Regions from separate parts of the Pan troglodytes genome. Here region 2 is linked to region 1. Evidence: chromatin contacts called from public HiChIP or PLAC-seq data. All regions are on one chromosome and are shown on one strand. The core of a region is the stretch at or near the end of the contact, and the rest is flanking DNA. Distances in the headings are between cores, read along the strand shown. Region 1 holds the start of ROPN1L (rhophilin associated tail protein 1 like). Region 2 overlaps ANKRD33B (ankyrin repeat domain 33B).

Region 1 (6,604 bases), core at 1,265-3,764:
CTTGGCCTCCCAAACTCTGGGATTACAGGTGTGAGCCACCATGCCCAGCCTGATTAAGCCTCTTAAAGTGAAGTTTAGGCCAGGTGCGGTGGCTTACACTGGTAATCCCAGCACTTTGGGAGGCCCAAGTGGATAGATCACCTGAGGTCAGGAGTTTGAGACTAGCCTGGCCAACATGGTGAAACCCCATCTCTACTAAAAATACAAAAATTAGCCGGGTGTGGTGGCAAGTGCCTGTAATCCCAGTTACTTGGGAGGCTGAGGCAGGAGAATCGCTTGAACCCGGGAGGCAGAGGTTGCCGTGAGCCGAGATCTCGCCATTGCACTCCAGCCTGGGCAACAAGAGTGAAACTCCGTCTCAAAAATAAATAAATAAATAAACAAAGTGAAGCTTAACATAACTATCTCTAAGGTATTACTAAATATAGTTTAATGTTCCAAGAAGATGTTGCTAAATCTTGGAATTTTTTGTACAGCACAAACTCTTATAAATCCTTTTATTTAAGCTTGAATAATGGTTAAAACCAGAGGCTATATTTCTTTAGCAAGAACTTTGAAAGAGTCTTTCAGAAACCATTGATAAAAGCGTTTCTCAGAAGGCAAGCACTGGATGGACAAGTGGCTCAGTTGGTGGGTAAAATAACAGCCCCAAAGGTATCCAGGTCCATGTTCCAGGAACCTGGGAATGTTACTTTACATGGTAACAGGGATTTTGTGGACTGATAAGGATCTCGGGTGGGAAAACTGCCCTGGACTATCTGGATGGCCACTGAATGCAATCACCAGTGTCCTTGGAAGAAGGAGGCAGAGGGAGATTTGAAGATGCTGGCCTTGAAAATGGAGGAAGGGGACATGAGCCAAGGAGTCCAAGAAATGCAGCTCTAGAAGCCAGAAAAGGCAAGGAAACGAGCTGGGTTTTCCTGAGAACCACTGGAAAGAGCAAAGCCCTGTCAACACCTTGATTTTAGCCTAGTGAAACTAATTTGGACTTCTGGCCTCCAGAACTGCAAGAATGTATGTCTGTGTTTTAAGCTGTCAAGTTTTGTGGTGATTTGTTACAGCAGCCGAAGGAAACTAATTCACTTTGGTTATGGAGTTTAGAGAAAGCCAGCAAAATTTGGCTGTTTTTTTCTTTTTAAATTAGTTTTCTTATTAAAAAAAAATACAGATGGGGTCTTGCTGTGTTACCCAGGCTGGTCTCAAACTCTTGGGCTCAAGTGATCCTCCCAGCTTGGCCTCCCAAAGTGCTGGGATTACAGGCATGAACCACCAAGCCCAGCCAAAATTTGGAATGTTGATGACTAAAATATTTAAATTAAATTTACACCTGTGCTGACTCTTGTCATCATAAAAGTGAGTTTTTGTTTTACATCTGTTTATTGAAAAGGGGCAAAGAGCTCTCCTGTAAAACCAAGAGGATTTCTTTTAATGCCTCTAAGATCTGTTGACTTGTAACTTTGAGATTATGAATGTCTGTTCCTGGAAAGTGTTGGAATGTTTGTGGCAAAAAATAAACTGTGAAGCTTCATTTGCTGGACAGTTTACCCTGAGCACTCTAGGGATGATGACCTCAGTATGACCACGGTCGTTCCGGTGCTAATAAATTTAACCAGCTCTGGGTATACATAGCTCTGAGAGGACTCTCTGCAGATGAGGAACTTAGCTAAAATATTCCTCTTTGTAAAGTCATTTCACAAAGTGACTGCAACCGTGTAATTTTTTTTAACATAAACACTTTTTTGCCCAATGCAATTGCTTTGTTAAGTTTTAGTCTATCTTCATCATAAACACTTTTAAACAATTGAGTTGCCATTACGTTGTAGGTAAGTGAGCATTTTGCAATGATTTCAGGTCTCATAGTCGATAAATCGAAATGGTTCCTAGATAAAACACTCAAGTATAGATGTCACCAATGCTAAGGGGAAAGTTTTGCCTGATACTCTTAAGGACGCTGAGCCCCGCGTAGGGCCCCTGGTCCGGGAGGAGGGCTCTCTGGGCTCGTCTGGCTTGGGCATGTAGACCGGACAGCTCCCCGGGCGAAGGGCGCTTACCTCGCGGACCACTGCAGCACGTCGGCCGGCTGGGTGCGGATGGCAGCCTTCGTGAATTGCTTCAGGATGTCCGGCAGCTCCGGGGGAATGTGGATCTGCTGAGCGCAGAACATGGTGTCGGGAAGCGGCATCGCTCTCCGCAGAAGGGACCAGGCTGGTGAATCGCGGCGCGCTGCGAAGAAGAAGGGCGGCTGTCGGCTAGGACGCGGTGGACCCTCTAGCAGCGCGGGGCTTGCGACCAGGGCCGCCTCCCATCCCGTTCCCGAGGTTGGGGCCGGATTCGCGGGGCTCTTACCCGCTCCTCCGCGGGCTTTGGGAGAAATTCGGACCAACTGCCACTCCAACAACACCCTAGACCCTGCAGTTCCCTAGCGCCAGCCGCCACTACGGACGCGCTCGGTATCCAGGCACCCGGGACGCGAGCAGGCCCCGCCCCTGGAGCCGCGCACGCGCACGCGGCCCTGAGCGAGGCGGGGCTGCTCCCGGGCTGGACACGGAGGTGCTGGCGCAGTCCGACTAGCAGCAGCCGCTGCTCCCCGGTGGTTCAGAGCCGCGCGAGCTGAGCGTTTCGCCTACAAAAGCATCTTCGGATCGGTTTCCCACCGCCGAATGTGAGCGGCGAACTCACGAAGGACTCCCTCTTCCCCTTGCTCTGGCTGCGTGAGGCTGAGGCTAGGGGACTCGGGCCTGCTAGGAGGGAAGCGGGTTAAGTGAAGGAGCTGATGGCCTGGGCGGCACGGGCCCCGCTGCGGGACCCGCCTGCGCCTGGGGCCGCTCCTCCAAACGTCTCGGGCTTCGAACTTCGCACATGCTGTTCCCTGGCCTAAGCCATCCCGTAGTGAACCTGAGTTCTTAATTTAAAAAGCCGCTTAGACAGTGGGCAGTTTCCAGCTAAAACACTATTGTATTTGTTTTCTTACGATAGGTTGCTTGAGCCAATGTGACTGGCTCTAGGAGGAAATAAATCACATCTGTCAAAAGGGCCTCGAGTCGAAGGATAGGAGAAACCTCGAATTTGGTGGGTGCTGACCAAGGCACCATGCAAGGGGTTAACTTTGCTTTAGGGGGTGACCTGGCTGGCTGCTGCAGTTGCCGTTAATAGCCACCGAATGGATGAGACTCCAGATCCACCTCCTCCTGCGTTCCTCAAAACAGGAAGATGGAGAACTACGGAGAGCTACTTCCCAGAGGGGCCGATGGCAAGCCCTCCCTTCAAGGAAACTGGGGAAGTTGCCCGATTTTGATCGTTTCCATCCAAACACCCACCAGACAATATATACATACACATTTCTAAATTAACAGCATTGGCAAAAACTGAAAATACTTGTATTTAAAGTTGATGACAGTATGAAAACAAGAAATCCGTCCGGGCGCGGTGGGTCACGCCTGTAACCCCAGCACTGATCACAAGGTCAGGATTTCGAGACTAGCCTGGCTAACATGGTGAAACCCCCTTCTCTACAAAAATTGGCTGGGCGTAGTGGCGCGTGCCTGTATTCCCAGCTACTTGGGAGGCTGAGGCAGGAGAATAGCTTGAGCCCGGGAGGTGGAGGTTGCCGTGAGCAGAAATGGCACCACTGCACTCCAGCCTGGGCGACAGAGTAAGACTCTGTCCCCGCCCCCCTCCACCCAAAAAAAGAAAAAAAAAAAAGGAATCTTCTATGTTGTTGAGAGGGATGTTAATTAGTACCTTTATGGGGCAGTAACGTAACACTAAAATTTTTCGATGATTGTGCAATATTACTTCTGGGAACTTACCCTACAGAAATACTATAAAAAGTAATATGGACAAAAATCTTCACCATATAAATTGGGTAAATGTCTTTTGGAAAACAAATCATGGCCTGGCCACACAATGGTATGAAAAGATGCCCGTGTAAAGTGAAAAAAAGCATCTTGTCGAACAATCTGCATAGTATGACACCTTTATTGTGATAAATGATTCTGTGAAGGTATGTCTGGAAGCACATAACTAAACTATTAACAGCAGTTACCTCTGGGAAATAGGACAGGGATTTCAGGTTTTATTTTGGCCAGACACATTATTTTGATTCTAAATTCATCATTTATTTACTAACTTAGCATTACTATTGAGTACCAAATATTTGCCAGGGAATTGTTCTGGGAATACAGTAATAATTCAGTTTAAAAAAATAAAATCTTTGGAGCTTACATTCAAGTGGGAAACAACATGCAAATATAAACAACAAAGGTAAACCATATAGTATGTTTAAAAGTACAAAAGAGAGCCGGGAGTACAAAATACAGCAGGGAGATGAGACAGGAATGCCCCAGTAGCTGCCGCTTTAGATAAGCCTCAGTGAGAATGACACTTCAGGAAAGAAATGAAGAGGCTAAAGAGCCTGAAGAACATTTGGGTATTGCAAATAGTAAGTGCAAAGGCACGAAGGCCTGACCTGTTTTGGAGGCAGGGAGGACGGCAGGAGCAGGGTGAACACAGAGGTGATGGGGTCAGAGAAGGGAGAAAAGGGGTGCTTCATGTTTTGCCCAGCATTGAAGGCTATTGTGGACTTTTGAGTGCCATGGTCGTCTATTGGAGAGTTCTGAGGGTTGGCGTGATCTGACTTGGATCTCATGAAGAACATTCTGGATTCAATGTTGAAAACAAATGGAAAAAAGAAGAGAGAGCAGGGGCAGAGGCAGCAAGCTCAGGAGAAACAGCGATTAAGTAAACAATGGGTTTACTTGTTCAGTTTTGAGACTTCTTTATGTAATCTAGATGCAACTCATTTATCAGAAATGTTTTGCAAATATTTTTCTGCCACTCTACAGCTTGTCTTTTTGTTCTCCTTATGGTACCTTTCAAAGAGAAGTTCTCAATTTTGATAAACTACAATTTATCGATTTTTCCTTCATGGATTGTGCTTTTGGTGTTGGATTTAAGAAATCTTTTCCTAACCCAAGGCTGAACACGTTTTCCTTGTTGTCTTCTAGAAATTATACAGTTTTGGGGAACTATAATCCATTTGGACTTTAATCTTTGCCAGTGTTAAGATATGGATCAATTTGTTTTTAATTTTGCATCTGATGCCCAATTATTCCAGCATCATTTTTTCAAGACCTTTGCACCTCTGTCAAAAATGTTGTCCACATACATGTTGGGTTATTTCTGGACTCTATTCTGTTCCATTAGACCAATGCACAGCCAGCAGAAGGGACTGATCCCAAAAACATATGAGTGAATGAAGAGGAGTACTGGGTATGAAGCTTCTCATCTTTAGGTGTATCCTAAAGAAGAGTTACTGAACAAACACAGAGAAGCAGAAAAACTCCGGCACTGTTACATATGTGAAGAAAAGTTTCAAAATGATAACTAAACAATGTAAAATGAGGCAAAAAGGGGCCTCTACGTAGTGTTTACGTATGAGTGGTCTTAGAGAAGTGTGTGACTAAGTAGAACTAGATTGCAGAAGGCTGAAAGAGTAATGGCAGGGGGACCTACATATACCAAACAGTCACTAAGGAAGTGGCTAGGCCATCTCTCCCGGGTGAACCTTTCTCTGTGTTCCCCATGGCATTTTATTCATACCTCTGTAATACAATCTTTTGCTCATGCTTCTGTTCCATTCTGAGTTCCTTGAAGGGAGACATCATACCTCATTCAACTACAGTACTAAATACAGTGCTAGAAACAAAACAGACACCAAAATAAAAACATGGAGGAGGAGGGGAACGTTACCCTCTCAGCCCCTTGATACGTTAGTTCTCCTTATCACTACATGTTTGCAACAAGAGTAGCTATGAACTGTGGAGCGGAAGGGGGAAATTAATGGCCAGTTTCTGAACTTGACCATGCAATTTCCTTTGCTGAAAAATTTCAGCTTCACAGATTAAAGATGTCTATGGTTCAAATAGCATTTCCTCTATCACCCCTGCATTTAAAGTAAATAAAAATGCACTTGTTTGGGGGAAAACAATCATGGAAAAAATTCTGAACCTATAAACAAAGAAAAATTAGAAATAGTCTGAAGCAAAGGATCTCCTCAGGGCACTCAGAAGGAAAAAAACATCATGCAAGTCTTTCCTTTTTATCTGGGACATATGGTCAGGTATGTACAATGGATTTGATTGGTTTTACTCCAAGTATTCAGCTAAAAGACAACCTTAGTGAAACTGACTTTCTGATCTCGTAGCAGACATGCAGAAGTGGGCAGTAGCTTGCTATTGCACAAAATGTGGGGCCTTACTCTTCCCAGTGAGGACGGTCTACAGTTCAAGTTAGGGAGACAGAAGGGGAGGGATGTGTCCTCTGTAACTTTGCATTTAAATGTATACATAAAAGGGAGTCGCCACAGTCACATTTAACTGGAGTTGTTTTTCCTTCCTATTATAACATCTGGATTATCTATGCTGGCTAATAATGCATATTTCTGCAATCTTGCAATAACACAAAAACAAACAAAAAAACTAGACTACAACTAACATTCACTTTATTCAGTTTTGTCCTCTCAACTTAGAAGGCAACAAATGACCACATTAAAAAGGGAGCATTTCAGAATATATATACATAAAATTGGTCTGGGTACCCTAAG
Region 2 (6,604 bases), core at 2,683-5,182, 190 kb before region 1:
AACCTCGTCAGTCCTCAGTTCACATTTCCTATTGAAAACGCAGAGGATTCTCCTCTTGCTGAAGAAGGCTTATCTCTGCTCTTCCCCTCCTGTGCTTGACAGCCACTCCCTGCCCACTGCTGTGGAATATTTATCAGATCCCTCCTGTTTCTCGTCAACCTCTCATTCCTTGCAGACCCACTTCCCTCAGAATGCTGTTGCGGCTCAGAAAGCAATACCCCACAGTGAAGGCCTCAGAAGCAAAGGTTTCTCTCTGCCCTCCTGCCCTCCCATCTCTCAGTCCCTTCTTCCCTGAGGCCAGCCATCCAAACTGGAATCCCTCTTCCCCAAGGCAGATCTTTGAAACCAGAACCCCTTTTCCCTAAAGCCAGCCTAAAGGTTCCCTAAAACCTAAAAATACTGCCCTAACATAAAGAAATTATCTGACTTGCCATGTCTGACTGTAGGTCATAAGACCCCCGTTCCAGGGAGAGTCACTCCCAGAAGGAAGGAGTGCTGCTCAGAGAAACCTAGAAGAATCGAGGAGACAGGCAGGCCTGTGGGGTTTCCCCACTCAGTCTATTTATTAGCATTATATTTCTTCTTCTTCTTTTTTTTTTTTTTGACACAGTCTCACTCTGTCACCTAGGCTGGAGTGCAGTGGCGCAATCTTGGCTCACTGCAACCTCCGCCTCCTGGGTTCAAGCCATTCTCCTGCCTCAGCCTCCCAAAGTGCTGGGATTCTAGGCATGAGCCACCGCGCCTGGCCTGTCCAACTATATTTCTACATAACTGTCCACACTTTGTTGAACCTAAGCAGAAAAATGGAAAATTCCTCCTGCATTTTTGGGTTTTCATTCCGAAGGCTCCCATGTACGCATGTTATGGGAACATGGCCTCTTTTGTATGCCTCTTCTCTTATTCACCTGCCTTTTGCAAGTTGATTTCAGTGAACCTTCAGAAGGCCCTTAGTTCCTACAATGCACTAATGGCCCATCTTCTTCACACTGCCCTTTGTTAAGTGACTTCCCAGTTCTCTGTCTAGTGGAACCTTGGCCGATGGGATGTTTGCAGGCGTGATGGAAGCAGAAGGTTGAAATGTACTTATCCAGACTTTCATGCATATTTGTGCCTCAGCTGTCTCCCCAGGAAGAACATGCCCAGGCTGGCTCACTGCTCCCAGGAAGAGGATGAGTAATGCATGCAGCAGAGCTGCCCCAGCCAAAGTGCCCAAGAACAGGTCCCCGACTTGCCCACAGACTTGAGCAAGGACAGTTTAGATCAACGGATCCCCAGCCCATCCACAGATGCATAAGCAATAAAAACATCCCAGAGCATGGGAGTTGTTTGTTACACAGCAATAACTAGCTGACATGCATGCTCAAGGGTCTCTCATCTTAAAAGCATATGTGACTCACAGCAACCCCTGTGGGCCTGTCTTCATGTTCCTGCCACCCTCCATCAACCATTCAACTCCGCTTCAGTCCAATTCCAGATCCATCTACTATCACTGTTGCTAATGACACTCTCTGACTTTGCTGAAACCACCCCCAGCAGTCCCCAGTGACCTTCTTACAACGAGACTCCATGGTGATTTGTCAGTTCTCATCACATTCAACATCTCCCCAGCATTTCCCACTCACTCGTCTCTTTCATCCTTTCTGAAACACGCTCTTTCCATGGACATGCAGATGCTCACCCTTCTGATTTTCCGCCTTCTCAACATTCTGAGCTCCTGTTCTCTCCTTCCTGAAATGCTGCTGTTCCTCAGCTGCCTGCTAAGCCCCCTCCTTATCTCATACACTCTCCTTTGGTGATCCTATACGCTCCTGTGGATCCAAGTTTCAGCTCTAAAGCTTCCACATCAACTCTTTCCAGTTCTATCTCTTTTCTTCAGTTTTTTACCTCAGTATCTGTCTACTGAGTATTTCATCATGGGTATCCTACAAACTCAATGCATCAAACCCAAAACATCTTTCCTCCGAAGCTACTCCTCTCCCACATCCCTTATTCAGTGATGAACACCACCAGTCACCCCATCACCCAAGCCAGATGGCTGGACTCAGTCTCAAGCCCTCCACATCCTCCCTCACCCAAGCAATCACCACATTCTGCCAACTGCACCTCTGACATCACTTGAGCACAGGAATTTGAGACCAGCATAGGCAGCATGGCAAGACCTCATCTCTACAAAAAAAATTTTAAATTTCCTAAAGCTGTCCTTGTTTCTCCATCCCTGACCTGGGCTACCACATCCCCATGGGGCCACAGCTCCTGTCCTGACTAGCCTCCTTTGTCCCACTTCTGCCCCCATTCATTCTCCACACCAGCAGCACAGTGACACCAACAGGGGCCTCTGACCATCCCCACTACTCATCCGAAACTCTCCATGGGCTCTGCTCTTTAGATGAGGTCTCAACTCTTCAATGAGCTGGTTTTTACCTCTTCACCCTCAGCTCTCACTGCCAATGCCCTCCCAATCCACTTTATGGTCAAACAGCCAGCATTCCGTGTAATTCACTCATGAGCCACACTTCCTCTAATCTAGTGGCCTCTGCACAAGGAGTCCCTCTACCTGGAATATTCTGCCTCCTCTTTTTACTTGGTGACCTGATGAGCCATCCCTTCCAACTCCAGGTCTTCCCTGGTGCCCCTTAACCCACGGTGTCTCATCGTCCACGTTCCCATGCATATATGGGTTCCCACAGCCGCCACAGCCCTCGTTACCCAGCTCACATGCTTAAAACTTCCAAATGACTGCATGCTCTGGGGTGCTCAATAAATATGCATTAGATGAAAAGGCTGAAACATTCCTACCACTCCTTTGGGAAAAGTTTATTTATTGAAAGTATCAGGGTGGGCAAGGTGGCTTGTGCCTGTAATCCCAGCAGAGAGGCCAAGGCCCGAAGAGGCCAGGGAGGCTGAGGCTAGAGGATCACTTGAGCTTAGGAGTTAGATACAAGCCTGGGCAACATGGCAAGATCCCATCTCAAAAAATAAAAATTAGCTGGGCTGGCCAAGCGCAATGGCTCACGCCTGTAATCCCAGCACTTTGGGAGGCCGAAGTGGGTGGATGACCTGAGATCAGGAGTTTGATACCAGCCTGGCCAACATGGTGAAACCCCGTCTCTACTAAAAATACAAAAAATTGGCCGGGTGTAGTGGCAGGCACCTGTAATCCCAGCTACTCAGGAGGCTGAGGCAGGAGAATCACTTGAACCCGGGAGGCGGAGATTGCAGTGAGCCAAGATCACATCATTGCACTCCAGCCTGGGCAACAAGAGCAAAACCCCATCTAAAAAAACAGGCAATAAACACAAACTGCTCTAAAAATGGGAAAATGTTACAGAACTGGGTTGTCTAAGATTGACTGACTCAAGGCACTCAAACTGCAGTTCTCCAGACCAGGCCAGTAGAGGGAGCTGTCGGCTTTGGAAATATGACATCATACCCGCCACGCGGCATGAACAGACTCCAGGAATTCTTAGCATAAGGCATTTACCATGCAGATGGAGGGGCAGGGTTAGTAGGGGAGGGAAGCATCCCTGCTCTTTGCAGGGCAGGCAGGGGTCTGAAGGAGGAGCCAGGTAAGCCCCAAGCTGGCTGAGGAGCCCTCCTGGCTGGTCAGCGGGCAGGGGTGTGGCGCTGCCATGGCCAATCAGAAGAGCTCAGAAAAGCTCACAGGAAGATAAGGCAACGCTGGGAAACCGAGACTCGCCAAGTTCTACTCTCTCATTTGAAACGGTATAAACTGAGAAAAAAGGAAGCACTTCAAAACAACATGAACATCACAATGAGATCACACTAAGATCGTGATCATGTGCACTGCTAATAAAATAAGATAAATAACATGAAGAGGCGTTGTTCCTGGGTTCTGACCAAGTCATAAATTCTCCTCTGAACTGGGACTCTCCCTGATTCAGCTCAGGAACCAGGGCTCCCCCGCAGCCCAAACCCACAGCTGCCCCTGAGAATCCCTCCCGTTCTGTCCCCATCCCCGGGCAGCATCCTGCCAGGCTGGCTCTCAGCACATAGCCTTCAGAATTTTACAATTAAATGCAAGAAATAACAAGTTGCAAGCACACATCAGAGGTTCCTTATACCCAAAACAAGCTTCACGTGCTGTATCCCATCACCAGCTCAAAGAGACCCCTGGCGTTTCCTCACTTCACCACGTCCATGCTATTCTGTTAAAGCACAACAAGGAAACAGAAATAAACACACAACTCTATCCATGGGACTTCTTGTTCCTTTCTTTGGTTATCTTATTTTTGTTAGTGGAGCGGTGGTGAAAGTTGAAATGACTGGCTAAATGAGACTTAGGGATTACATGAGGATTTATTTTCATACGTTCTCTCCATTTACAGACCTAGTACAGATTTGGCTGTATTTTTATTGTGCATTAAATAGCCGAGGAAATTAGACTTTTTAGAGAACACTCAAAAGGCAGATGAAGGCATTTGCATCCGAATTCGTACTCATAAATGCTGTGTCCTCCAGAAACCCAGAGCTTCCAACTCTCAACCAACCCAGTTGCCATAGCAAATAATATAAACATATGGTTGCTTTAAGATTGTGCTTCACAATGCTGATTCTGCTTAGTGCGACTGCTGTCTACACAAGCCATCCTCTATCACTGGTTTGGCACGGGCTTGTGACGCAACCCTGGTTGGTGAGATGGCAACGATACTCTGCTGGAGCCTTCTGGAAATGTTTTCCTGTCTTATAAAGGGAAACGCCGACAGGGATTTGCTCCTCTTCCTTGATGTCCCTGAGTGTTGCAACATGAAGCCGTGGCGCTTCTAGCAGCTGGGGCCACCTTGGGACCATGAAGGAAAAAGCGAATGTATTTCTGAGAAGTGGCTCTAGGTCCCAGCATCACCCAGCTACTCAGTGAAGCAACCCTGCAACATCGCCCGCAGATGTCTTGTGTTGCAAGAGAAGGCAGTGTCCTTGTGGTTGAAGCCAAAAGCATCCTAACAGGTACTAGGCTCAAAAGAGAGCTGGGGAAATACAACTGAAAACCAGAGTTTTGGTTCATTTTGAGTAGGGAAATACTGAAAAGACTGATCTCAGCCAGGGCTGGCAAGAACACTCTTGGACACTCAGGGGAAAGGAGAAATCACCACAGCTTTCTAAAGACCACTTGGCAGCTGCATACACTTAAAACAGGCACAGCCCTTGCTGAAGCAATTCTGTTCTAAGAGTGTGTCTGCACATTGCTTCTCCTCTTCCTTGCCCTGCTTTCGGCCTAGGAAGCTGGCCTGCAGCAACAGCACCTGCCCAGTTTCCGCCCCAGTGAGGTTTCTGGGTTGGCTCAGCAGGGGACCAGGGTGGAAGGAGCGGGATATCTGGCCCTGCCTCCCACTCCGGCCCCTGGCTGGGGTTCTAGGCCGAGGCTGCCTCTCGGGTTCCAGCTTCTTGGCCTGGGTCACTCTCTGTGGAGTCCCTCCCCTTAATCCTTTCAATGTTGGTTCCCTTAACTCTACCCTTCCCCCCGTAATTGACAGGCTCTCATCAACTACTCTGTTCAGCCCTCTGAGCCCACCTGTCACTCAACATGCTTCCTGCCAGGATCCTAACACGCTGTCCTCAGAGATGCACCCCAGATCCAAAGACTTCACTACAGCCTTGCTGCCGTTGATTAACTCAAAAGCCCACCTGTCCAGTAACTGGGACAGCTAAGTATACCACGGTTCATGCACTTTACACAATATCCTCTTTTCCAACAAATATTTAAGAAGCAAGTACTTCATGTTCAAGGACTGGCCTAAGAGCCGGGTCCACCACAGTGAGTGAAGGCCAGTCAGAACGCAGCCTCTCAAACTTGAAGTCTTGGTGGGGAACTGGGCATGAGCCACACATCCCCGTGCAGGAAGGCAGGGCTACGAGCGCCTGGCAGGGCTCAGGGACACCGACGCAGCAGGAGCTTCTAGATTAATAACCACGTGAACAAAACCACTAAAAACACAGTCTCAACAGCACCAGCCCAGTCATGTGAATACAAAGCGCACATACATACGTGTGTGTTTGGAAAGGACTGAATGAGGTCTGAAGAGGTGACTCCTGAGTGCTGATAAGGGAGCTGGAATATTTGGAAGACAGAGAAGGGATCTTTTTCTTCCTCCCTGATAATACTTTTGTAGTCATTTTTGGCTGTAAGCACATATGCATGGACAGCTTTTGAAATTAACAAATCATCAAAGAAATAAAACTGGTTATGAAATTGATTAAAATGGTACATCACCTGATTGGGCCTAAACAGCCTCTTTGGCAAAACAGCACAGGAAACTCATGAACACATGCTCACCTGCCTTCCTCATTTTCACTTTAATTCCGTGATGCCTCTGTGTCTGTCTGACAACATCTCTCGTGGGGTCTGTGACTCTGCTGGTCTTCAGTGCCCACTGAGAGGGGTCCTTTGCCGTCATCAGGCATAAAATCCTCAAAGTTCTCCATCCTCAATGTGGGGTCCCTGGGCCAGTGGCATCAGCCTCACCAGGAAACCTGTTGATCTGCTCATTCTTGGGCCCCACCCCAGGCCTATTCAAAGAAAGACTCCAGGGGCAGGGCCTGGCAGTCTGTGTTTCCACCAGATCTGTGTTAATGCTCACATGAGCCAGCC

Evidence for each region. HiChIP or PLAC-seq counts read pairs in DNA pulled down with a chosen protein or histone mark.
Region 2: a contact with region 1 is called in an H3K4me3 HiChIP or PLAC-seq map of stem cell-derived excitatory neurons, with 11 times the contacts expected there. The contact joins the enhancer-like site here to the promoter of ROPN1L in region 1. A contact is called at or near these places in 4 of 7 Hi-C or Micro-C datasets (blood, induced pluripotent stem cells and stem cell-derived neural progenitor cells), 1 of 1 datasets of contacts at active chromatin or transcription factors (stem cell-derived excitatory neurons) and 1 of 1 other capture datasets (stem cell-derived neural stem cells).

The regions. Positions count from the first base shown.
Region 1 is chr4:11,091,526-11,098,129 of NHGRI_mPanTro3-v2.0_pri, reverse strand. It overlaps ROPN1L (rhophilin associated tail protein 1 like), which reads right to left and starts at 2,514. Exons shown (of 6, transcript XM_009448797.5): 1 at 2,347-2,514; 2 at 2,052-2,223. The coding sequence starts at 2,182. LOC104006350 (a long non-coding RNA gene) reads left to right here and starts at 2,524. Exons shown (of 2, transcript XR_680037.3): 1 at 2,524-2,662; 2 at 2,977-6,604.
Region 2 is chr4:11,278,404-11,285,007 of NHGRI_mPanTro3-v2.0_pri, reverse strand. All of the region lies in intron 2 of ANKRD33B (ankyrin repeat domain 33B), which reads right to left. Among named protein-coding and RNA genes, the nearest start is that of ANKRD33B, 64 kb to the right of the region's middle. Within about 2 kb of position 3,932, at least 16 of the 24 cell types and tissues checked have an H3K27ac peak or open chromatin away from gene starts, as enhancers often do. A contact at or near this core is called in induced pluripotent stem cells, stem cell-derived excitatory neurons, stem cell-derived neural progenitor cells and 1 more, where this site is marked.